Linked DNA regions of Zea mays: all the other regions are linked to region 3. Evidence: chromatin contacts called from public Hi-C data. All regions are on one chromosome and are shown on one strand. The core of a region is the stretch at or near the end of the contact, and the rest is flanking DNA. Distances in the headings are between cores, read along the strand shown. Region 1 holds the start of LOC100277484 (Ternary complex factor MIP1-like). Region 2 holds the start of LOC103626634 (tyrosine-sulfated glycopeptide receptor 1). Region 3 holds the start of LOC100193423 (VIN3-like protein 2).

What was found. A called contact is a pair of places that touch in the nucleus more often than the background predicts.
Region 1: a contact with region 3 is called in a Hi-C map of leaf, with 7 times the contacts expected there. The contact joins the promoter of LOC100277484 here to the promoter of LOC100193423 in region 3. A contact is called at or near these places in 5 of 25 Hi-C or Micro-C datasets (ear, leaf, leaf mesophyll and 1 more).
Region 2: a Hi-C map of leaf shows a contact between it and region 3, with 5 times the contacts expected there. The contact joins the promoter of LOC103626634 here to the promoter of LOC100193423 in region 3. A contact is called at or near these places in 6 of 25 Hi-C or Micro-C datasets (bundle sheath, ear, leaf and 1 more).

Annotation. Positions count from the first base shown.
Region 1 is chr5:82,943,447-82,946,896 of Zm-B73-REFERENCE-NAM-5.0, forward strand. It overlaps LOC100277484 (Ternary complex factor MIP1-like), which reads left to right and starts at 1,598. Exons shown (of 12, transcript NM_001313681.1): 1 at 1,598-2,027; 2 at 2,135-2,285; 3 at 2,711-2,794; 4 at 2,888-3,004; 5 at 3,124-3,321; 6 at 3,403-3,450. The coding sequence starts at 1,960.
Region 2 is chr5:83,022,086-83,025,950 of Zm-B73-REFERENCE-NAM-5.0, forward strand. It overlaps LOC103626634 (tyrosine-sulfated glycopeptide receptor 1), which reads right to left and starts at 1,947. Exons shown (of 1, transcript XM_008647037.3): 1 at 1-1,947. The coding sequence starts at 1,382. LOC109939935 (a long non-coding RNA gene) reads left to right here. Exons shown (of 2, transcript XR_002262314.3): 2 at 1,931-2,324.
Region 3 is chr5:82,771,482-82,775,009 of Zm-B73-REFERENCE-NAM-5.0, forward strand. It overlaps LOC100193423 (VIN3-like protein 2), which reads right to left and starts at 1,957. Exons shown (of 4, transcript NM_001310443.1): 1 at 1,752-1,957. The coding sequence starts at 1,770.

The DNA.
Region 1 (3,450 bases), core at 348-2,847, 170 kb after region 3:
TTGCTCATTGTGTTTGTTCGTGTTCTTCGTTCTCTCACAATTCCGCGGAAGAATTGTTTATATCTTTTTGGTGTGTGGATTTTGAGAAGTGCCCTTCTCAGATTTACTACTTTGAACCCTGTGGATCAACTAGAACATCTCATTTCCAAAGTTAACTGGGTGAATTTCGAGATCAATTCAGTTTATATCTCATTTTTTAGTTGAGCTTGTGCAAACCGGCTGAACCGGTTTTACCCAGTTCGTTTCTAGTTTTTATTGAAAAAATTTTCGCTCCTATTCACCCCCCTCTAGGCAACTTTCAGCGTCCCACACGGGGGTAGGATGTTGGACCGGGGTTTGACTGACGCGCGGGGGAGAGGTTTGACCTGGTGCACACATACATGGGATGTAGGTGGGCGCGCCATTGCGGTCCAACCAGGTCGCAGGAGTGATCGGCCAGGGCTTCCTCTACCATTTGGAAGCCCAGGACTTCCAATATACCTTCCTATATATATACCTTCATCCTTCATTTATATTTATATATATATATACACAAAGAATACCGGCTTAGTCGTTTTCCTCCTGGTCCGACCCCCTACTCAGTTGCCCCCTGGACCGAGATCTTCTCTATAGAATATCAGCTCTACCGGTTTCTGGACCGACTCAGCCGGTTTTCCTTCTGGTCCAGCTCATTGCTCAGCCAACCCCTGTACCAAGATCTTCTCAGCAGAATATCGGCTCAGCTAGTTTCTCTTCTGGTCCACACTGGCGCATATATATATTTATATATATGACTTATTGGGTGTTTGAATATATTAGAGCTAATAGTTAGTTAGCTAAAAATACTAGTAGAATTAACTAGCTAACAAATAGCTATCCAACTATTAGTTAATATCTAAACTATTAGCTAGACTATTTGGATGTCTTCAGCTAATTTTAGTAGCTAAATGCTAGCTCTAATACATTCAACTGCTAAATTTAGCCAAAACATTCAAACAATCTAGCTAATAGTTTATCTGTTAGCTATTTTTAGCTATAGACACTCAAACACACCAGCTAAAAATTAGCTAGTAGCTGGTTCAACCCAGCTAACAATTAGCTACACTCTCAATTATCCATATTAGTTATTAGCTGGTTCAACCCAACTAAAAATAGCTAATAGTTAGCTGAGGACATATCCTGTGCAATCACTCATTTGGTGCAAGCGTGCAACCAAACCATCCAGAGCATTCAATCTAGATCCAACGATTTCATATGAAAGGGGTTAAAAGTAAAATAGGTACTATGTTTCAGGTGGAAGGGGTTAAATGTAAAATAACAGTCATCATTAGATCTAGATTAGATGCACCAAATCGTTTGATTGCACGTTTGCACCAATATAAATGATTGCATAAGATATTTCCCCTAGTTAGCTAATTATTTGTTAGTCAGCTAATTATACTACTAATTTTTAGCTAGCTAACTATTATTATGTGTAGTGCATTCAAATATGACCTAACTTGATAATGGTTGCATAATGATTCTTGCCGGATAATAACGATATTTATTTAGCCGAGATCCTCCTACGTGGTAACCAACCACTTGCTTGCAGTCGCATTCTTGTTTGTTTACTGTTCTTGTCAAGAGCAGCCGTCAGCCCCGTCACCAGCAAGACTCGCCCCCCACTACTCTTCCTCCTCCAACCTCCCCTCCTGTCTCTCCCTCCCTCCCTGGCAGCGACTACTCCCCAACCCGCACGCACGCCGTGAGCATAAAGCCGTCGCGCGCCCACACGCCCGTTTTCATTTCCATCGGTTCCCTTTCCAAACTCAACGGCCGCGGCAGGGAGCAGGCACAGTCACCTCCCTGACCCGTTGAGCCGTCAATTTTATCCCGCCCCGCGATTTCCTACAGCTGCCGATCGAGGAGGAGGCGCATTGCCCGCATTCTTCTCCGCTTCCACCGAGAGGGCCTCGCCTGATCGGCGCCGCCTTGGCCCCCATGACGTGTGTGCGCGCCGAGGACGCCGTCTCGCCCGCCGCCGCCGACGACGTGGCGGCTGCCCTGGTGTGAGTGGGATTCCCGGCCCCTTCGTCTGATGCGTTTTCTTTGTCTCGTTACTCTCGCTGAATCTTTCACGGACTGTGCGAATGCCATGTTTCTGCTTGGGTTCCAGTTCCAGGGGCGGCTTGATCCAGAAGGTGGCTGCCGGCGGCGGGCGGAGACCGGCAGGCTCGGCGCGCTCGCTGCAGCGCTCAGCACATCTGGCCACCGGGGACGGCAACGCTCCGGCGCCGGCGGTGGAGGCCAGTTGCTCCTGGTCCGGGGTAAGCTCTCGGTTGACTTTCATTCGTCCAATTAGCGCAGCGTTCACCCTGCACAAAATCCACAATTTTTTCTGTCTGGATTCGGTACAACATTGTTCAGAGAAAGTTAAAAAATTATTTTTTTCGGTGGACAAAAGCGAGATTTTAACGGCAAGCGTAGCAAAGTTGGTGTCCTTTCGCTGGTGCTGTGCCGTGGTGCGGAGGGCACTGTCGGCCTCAGCTACACCGCGTGCTCCCCTGCGCTGCGCACTTCATGTGGGGGACCTGGATGAACTGTCCCTAACCTCCCTGGTCCCTACTTCCCATTGAGTACCACAGTCTGTTTAGTCAACCAACAATCTTGTTGCTTATTGGTTCTTCGATTTGGTTTCTTTCCAGCGAATTAATGTCGCAGCAATTGTTTTTTTTTGTTTACTCGTTTGTAGGATGGGATAGGTAAGAGCAACGGTGGTGGGAAGAGAGATGATAGACACAGGATGCGGCAGTACAGGTCGCAGCTCGAACAGGAGGTGGATGATCCTCTTAAGCCCTGTGATTTGTTTCTCGCTATGCTGTAATTGTGTCACCTGATGCGATTCAATAACCCTGTCAAAATCGTGCAGGTCAAGAAATTGCAGAGGCAGCTTGAAGAAGAGGTTGATCTGCACGTGGCGTTGGCGGATGCTGTTACACAAAATGTTGCGCCTATACTGAAGTCTTCTATGAAGCTTCCACACAAGGTGTGGGCTTGATAACTCTGATGATTAAATTTCACATGTTTCTTTGTGCTTATTCGATATCATGTTCTAGACGGCTAAGGCATCCAGTGACCACGCTCTTTCAACCTTTCGTTCTGCAGGCACAGGAGCTACTGATTAACATCGCCTCCTTGGAGATTACCGTTTCAAACCTTGAAAAGAAGCTAAATGATCTGTACTACCAGCTTTGTCACGAAAGGAACGAAAGGTTACTTGCTGAAAATAATCAGGGATGCTTGCCATCTACATCCTCCGATGAGCACCAGTCATTGTCAACTTGCACGTGTACGTGGGAAGAGGTAAGTACCCTCTGAGCAAACATTTCAGCAACTTCTTTCTGATTTGGGATTCACTGACAGTTTCTTGATTACCAATCTTAGCACATATCATCGTTGAGAGATTTGAAGTTTGGGGGATCTGAATCAATG
Region 2 (3,865 bases), core at 697-3,196, 250 kb after region 3:
ACCTGAAGATTCTGAAACCCGTCAATTGTCTCATCTTCTGGCATGTCCTCACCCTTGAAGTTGCTTCCAATAAGTAGGGAGGTGAGATTCCTACAGTTCTTGAGTATCTGAAGCGTATTTGTGATATTTGTAAAACTGTTGGAAACTAGTGACAGGAAAACAAGATGCTTCAAATTGGCTATTGCTGGGGAAAGCTGTCCATGCAAGTTGTTGTTAGAGAGCCGCAACGCATTCAGCTTGCTGCACGAGTAGATGCTTTCAGGAACCGTGCCGGAGAAGCTGTTGTACAGAAGATCCAATGTTTTCAGATTGGGCAGGCTGAAGAAGTCGACCTTCTGAAGCTCTCCGCCGAAGTTGTTGACCTTGAGGTCAATCGTTATGAGATTTGTGCAGTTGCTTAGAGTTGATGGCAGCTCCCCAGACATGTCGTTGTTGTTCAGATGCAGTTCCTCTAACCTCTCGAGCTGGCCTATGGAATCTGGGATGTTTCCGCTTAGCCTGTTGCCTCCAAGATCAAGGTGGGCCAGATTTCTGAGCTTCATGATGTGTTCGCTATCAAGCATTCCGTGCAAACCATTGCCGGGAAAAGAGAGGTACTCTAGTGACGTAGCATTGAAGAGTTCATCGGGGAGTGACCCACTGAGGGCATTGTGGCCAGCCTTGAGCACTCTGAGCATGGAGCAGTTACCAAGCCCAGGAGGAACGAGGCCACTGAGTTGGTTATAGCAGACTTCAATCACAGCCAAGGCCGGTGAGCTACTGCAGATATGGCTTGGTATCTGTCCGGTAAAGCTGTTGTTGCTGGCATTGAGTGCAACCAGACTGGTCATCGCCTCCCATGTGGTCGATGGAAACGGTCCTGTAAACAAGTTAGTCGAGATGTTGAGTACTTGCAGAGGACGGGGAGGGGTTGACGAAGGTAGCTCGCGCAGGCCTCCGTTGAGACGGTTGAAGCTGACATCGAGGACAAGGATGCTGTTTGACGACGTCAGCTCCGCCGGCAGGCCACCGGACAGCAGGTTGTGGGACAGGTTGAGGCGCAGCAGCGCGGTGAGCTCACCCAGGGACGCCGAGATTTGCCCCTCAAGGCCCCTTGAAGCAAGGGAGACATCGGTGACTGCCCCGTCTGCGCCGCAACCGACCCCTTCCCACGCGCAGCAGCCCGTGCCATTCCGCCACGACGAGGCGAGACCGCCGTCCCGCGAGAGTCCAGCGAGGAACTGGAGGAGGGCGCTCCTCTCCTGCTCCGAGCACGAGCTCGTAGGCGGGAGGAAGGCGGATAGCAAGAGCGCGAGCGCGAGGCCTAGGAGAGGTTTGAGAAACCCATCGTTGTTGTGCTTGTCGTTGTCATGTGAGGGATGCACCCGTTGCTGCTGCTGCATGGCTTCCTGATGAATGAAACTAGCATCAAAGCAGATGCTTGGATCTGATGCTGACTGGACGACGATGCCCAATGAAACTAGCAGAAGAGCGCGTGGAGGAAGAAGAGACAACAGGCAGCCCCCAGTTTATCTGTTGCTTGCAGTTGCAGCCGTACGTAGGAAATGGAAATGAAAATTGGGTCAACTTACTGCATGGCTGCTGTGGGCACACATCCACACCCTTTTCTTTTCCCGGCGCATTTGCCACAGCTGGTTAGCAGCTTCTCGGCTGATTCACACGGCCAGATTCAGAGCTCCACGTTTTTGGATGAGCCAACCTGGTATGATAGTTTTATGTAAAAAGTCCAAACCTTCTGCGCGAACCCAAAAGGAAAAAAAAGGGGGCTGCTTTCGTCTCCACCCACCCATTGGTTACTGTGACTACTGAGTCGTTGCAGGATATGCATAATTTCAGATGGCGATTCGATCTCATACTTTAATCATGATTTAATTTAATATACACTAGTGTTATTGTTTCCATGCATTATCTCAGTCTCTACTAATTGCAGGCTTGCAGCTACTCTGTTGTGGCCGATTTGGGTCCCCAAGCAGCAATGCAGCAGCACGATAGACTTGTCTACTTGTCGTTCCATCTTCATCAGCTGTTCTGTTGACCAAGATGTGGCGCTCACGTCTGCACGAACCGGATCCAATTCTTTTGCCCTCGGTCTCCCTCCTGCTTTAGTTGACCTCAGATGTCGGCTGCCACTTTGCAGTGTACTGTAACCTGTATATCTACCTATTGTATTTCAAAAAGGAATACCGCAGATCGAAGCCATGTATTTCAAAAGTTTCTTTTGTGGCATGTATTTCAAAAGTTTATAACTTGCATATGTGAACTCCAGATTGCATATGTTAATAATTTCAGTTGTTACCGGACATGTATTTCAAAAGTTTATCTTTGCCATGCTTGCTTGAACCAAGAATACATGTATGTATGTATATATGCATGCGTATGTGAACTCCAGATTGCAGCACGAAGAAAGCGTCTGGTGTGGGGGTCCGCACCACTCGCCGACACGCGTATCGCGTACGGCCAGGCCTGCTACGTATGAAATAGTTCGTAAAAAAACATTTCCAGGTTCTGGTTCAGATTCCGCAGGAAGACGCTCATGAGCAGCTCTACACAAGGGAGGAAACAGAAGAAAAATGGAAAAAAAAGAGGAGAATATTAAAAAAAACAGTTTCAGTAGCACGGCTGTTAGGTCCTTAACCTAACACAGACTATTACTGAACACAACTAGCAAACGTGATAGTTTCAAAAAGAATGAGCAAAGCCTGCATGCTTGGTTATTAACATGCATGAAACGAACCAAGGATGGATGAGATGAAATGAAACGCGTGCATGCAGACACAAACTTGCCTGCGTGAACAAGAACAGCAGACTTGGTTAAACTCTAGAACAATTCCATGAAACACGTCGATGACCAAGTCACCTTCACCAATATGGATGCAAACTCAAGCTTTACCTGTTGGCAGGTCCATCCATGACTGGTCGTTTTGAAGCTACACCAATGTTCCGGATTGTCATCACTGCTATAAGAATGCCCTGAGTCGTCAACCTTCAACTTCACATCCATCCAAGTATCATGTACTGCAGCAACAACACATCTCCTCAAGGCACGCGGCTCACTAATGGTGCCCTTAAAGATCTGGATTTCTTCACATAACCCACTGGTAAAACAGCCCGCACGCAAACTGAAGCTGCCCTCTACTTCAGATACGTGAAGTTGTATCGTCGCCTCAACTGCAAAGTCAAGGCGTGATACCGTTATGTCAACCGCTCCACAATCGCCGTGGATCCGTTTTGTGAATGCATAAGTACTCCTAGGCATGCTCATCTCGTCTAGTACGATTGCTACACCATCAATCAGCTGTGGGTCGTCTTTCTCTTCTCCGCCCCTCTTAATCCTCATGTCAAATTCAAGCATAATTTCGCCACACAACTCAATGCCTCGCTTAGGGCCAGTCATTTCTATGAGGGAACCCTACAAGTGTATTATATACTATATATTCAGTAGCTCTTCTGGTAAGAAACAATGTAAGAAAATAATCACAAGATAAATACATATATGGCAGACAAACAACTTAGGAACTCATAGGCGGTACCCTCCACATCCTAAATTATAAGTCGTTTTAACTTTTTTTTGGAGAGTCAAATCATCTTAAGTTTGACCAAATTTGTATATTAAAATAATTATATTTATGATACCAATAAGTATCATTCAATTCTTCATCATTTATATTCTCATGATAGTTTAAATATTTGTTGTAACAGATTTTTGTAATTCCAATCAAACTTTAGATGCTTTGACTCCCCAAGAAAGTTGAAATGACTTATAATTTGGGATAGAGGGAGTACTTGTTCGTCGAATAATAAAGACATAGTTCATACAACAATAATATTCAACCTTTCCTAGGCTCCTAGCTTGATGGTGTAAGAA
Region 3 (3,528 bases), core at 707-3,206:
ATTATTAGCTGGTATTGGACCAACTCCAGCAGTTCATCGTCCGCATCCGTAAAATACGCCCGTCCGTGGGTGGAAACAGTTGGTTTGTCCTCCTCCCCTTGTCAGCAGCATCCTGATAACGGCCCGTGTCGCTCTCCCCTTCGAGCGACGGTTGCTTTGCGCGCCACCAGGTGGAGCTCCGTGGCCAAGCGTCGGTGCCCGTCCGAGGAGCCCTCACCACCGCCACTGACGCATGCGCAACAAGGGAAAGGACTCGGACCCGTCCTCCTCCGACCACCCTTCTTCCCCTACCCCCAATTACGACGCCAACCAGGGGCGGACTCACCACCCAGGCACCGCAGGCGGTGGCCTGGGCTGGCTCGCCGGCTGCAATGGAGGGCAAGGCGCGAGCATAGTGCACGGAAGCAAGCAGCACGTGGCACGAGCACAGGCGTGGGGATCACACCGTATTCTCGCCTAGGCTGTCATCAGTTCCTGGGTCCGCCACTGACGCCAACATTCCCTTCCCCCAGTCCTTAACTTCTGCCAACACCGCCATCCATGGCGGCATTCGCAGGCTCGGCGCCGGCCTCGACGACCTCCTTCCCTCCTCATCCATCACCTCCGGTAACCTCAAAAGGATCCTCGCCGGCCTGCAGGCGCACGTCATCGAGGGGCCTCGCAGAGGCACGCTACAGTCACGGGGGATCGAATGAAGGTGGTGGTTGAACTGCAGGGAGTAGAGAGACAACGCCAACATACGGAGCGGATGAATCTGCTTGCATTTTCCATGCCTGGATACGATGTCTGTTGGACACATAAACAGTGCTATTGGACGCGGAAAAAAACGGATAGATAGCAATTAACGGAGCCCGGTGAAGTTGGTCTTAGGAGCCTCCTACTTGTAGCGTCTACCTATAGACAGCAACAATGGCGGCAACAATGCTAAGAATCGTAAACCCTCTGTAAATCTGTATAACAAACGAAATCAACACACAACACCCTCCACCAACCTAAAGCGGCCACACAACCAAGAACAAAGCGGTGCATCCGAATAAATATCCCACACGGCCCGGTCAACGCGATGGGAATCACACAATGGGCATCCAAGTCCACGAACCGCAGCAGCAGCAGCAGCCGCCGCCCCCAGCAGCTGAGGCTGACCCAGGCCTTTCTTCCGTCCCAAAAAGAGATACTTCGCTACCACCACCGGGTGCCACCAAACGGGGCGGCAGATGCGGACACGTACATCCCCGGACAGCGACGTAAAGGCGCCGAATCCCCCCGGCCGCAATGCGAGTACCGAGTAGCCACCGCCGCATGCACGCGAATCTAACGTTGCCGGCGGCGGCGGCATCCCCGCCCCCGCGCGCGCGCCGCGCCCGAGCCCGTCCTCTCCACGCGTCGGCGACCGGACTATCCCGACCAGCAATCCGAAGCGCGGGAACCGCCAGGCGCCGCGCATGCACGATAAATCTGGGATTCGGCGGCGGCCTCGTGCGCCGCGCGGGGCACGAAGGATGGCCCGCCGCCGCTGCGACCAGCGCGCGCGCGAGAGAGAGAGAGAGAGAGGAGAGAGACATGGAACCTCGACGGCGGGACTCGAACGGAGAATCCCGCTCCGCAGCGGCCAATCGGCCGTGGCCGCACGCGGAGACCCGTGGGGCGAACCACCGGTCGCGCGGATCGAGCCGCGCGCGCGGCGACCGCGGCGCGGAGAAGTACGGGGATAGGGAAACCGTGGAAGGAGGGAAGGGAGGAGGGGTGCTGACCTCCGCGTGGGGGATCCATGGCCGAATTGCCCGCCCGCCGGAGAGGCCGAGGGGAGGAGGAAGGGTCGGGGTGGGTGGGGGGAGATCTCTCTCCTCTCCCTCGTTCTTCTCCCTCTCCTCTCCTCTCCGCTCGCGTGGACTCCTCTCTCCTGTCCTCCCGCTGGGCAGAGCAGAGCAGGGGGCGCTGGCTGGCTGGCTGCTGCACGCGACCACGCGGGGTTAACGCCCGGCCTTGGGACTCGGCACGCGGATCGACGACGCGATGGTGCCGCTTTTGCGGTGGACACCCCCGAGTTCCCACGTATTCCTGAGCTGTCCCGCTACTCGTTCGTTGAACGGGCGGCGGCCGCCGGCCGGTGGGCCGCTAGTTTCGATGGGACGGTTATTAGCTAGGGTCAAATTAGTTTGGCAGGAGACCGCGGTTTTTTAGCCGATAATCTCATTAGCCTCGATGACTTTGAAACGAGAGGGGTTGTTGGGCAACTCTTCGAACCGGCGAGGCTAAAAGTAAAAGGTATGTATGAATTATGATGTCTCTATGCCGTATAGGTGATGTAACAACGACAACACGCAGCACATATTTGTGATAATGACGAGAATCAGTACGTACACATCCATGTGTGGCTGTGGCATGTGGGCATAGTGCATACCGTGCGGATGCAGTTAAGCTTAGGTCAAGTGATGTGAACCGTGCAGTTCTAAGTCTATCACTGACACTGACAGTAATAGCGGACCCAGAAATGATAAGCTGATTTTCTGGTGAACTATGGCAGGCAGCATAACTTGGTAGATGACTAAGATGAGGCTTATTTTTTTCCCCTCTCTTTTTCTTCTTTCTCTTCTCTTTTTATCTACTCTTCATCTCTTTCTCCAATAGAGTTTCATGGATGTGAGGGAGCTAGAGCCTAGGGATGGCATGGATATGATTTATCTGCACACCCGAGCATAAAAAAACTCATTCGGTATGGATTTGATACAAGTCTGTACCCACAAATACGAATACGAGTAGCACCTAATATCCACGCATATTTATAGAACGGATATAAAAATATTATACATACCCGAATATCCAATTACAGGTTAACTTGACATGTGGGTCGCTAGGGTTTCCACCCATCCCCATCCCCATCCGCACACTACATACCCAAGACCCAAGTCCCACCAACCCAACCCCATCACTCATCGATCCTTCCTAGTTCCCAATCGCCATAGTGCGAGCAGCCTTTGGCGGTGATAAATTCTATGTCGTTGTATGTCGGTGACAAATTCTATGCTTGTATCAGATTTGATTTGATGCACAAATTCTATGCCGCTTTACGTCTTTATCATATTTGAATTTGTTGGACAAATCAATTATCGTCATATTTGGATTTGCAGGATTTAAAACTGGTGTATGTGGCTAATGGGCAAACGTATATATCTTTGGATATCTGTTGTCCGCGGGTAGCGAATGTGGGTATGGTTTTTTATCTGTGGCGGATAACAGATACATATTCGGGTATCGAGTTAAGTCTCAGATATGGATGTCCAGAGTCATTATCTATGGATAGTTTATTTGTTGCCATCACTACTAGAGCCTCCAATCCCCCTTAAGATCCGCCCCTGACTGGTTGTGAAGTTTCTAAACGTGCTAGGTTGTTTTCGGTTGTATAACAAATTATAAATGTGGTATATATATATATATATATATATTCGTAATTATTGTCTCAAAAAGTATATATATGGTATCATTTATTTGACTAAAATATCGATGTCTATCTTTAGCATCTAATGTCCT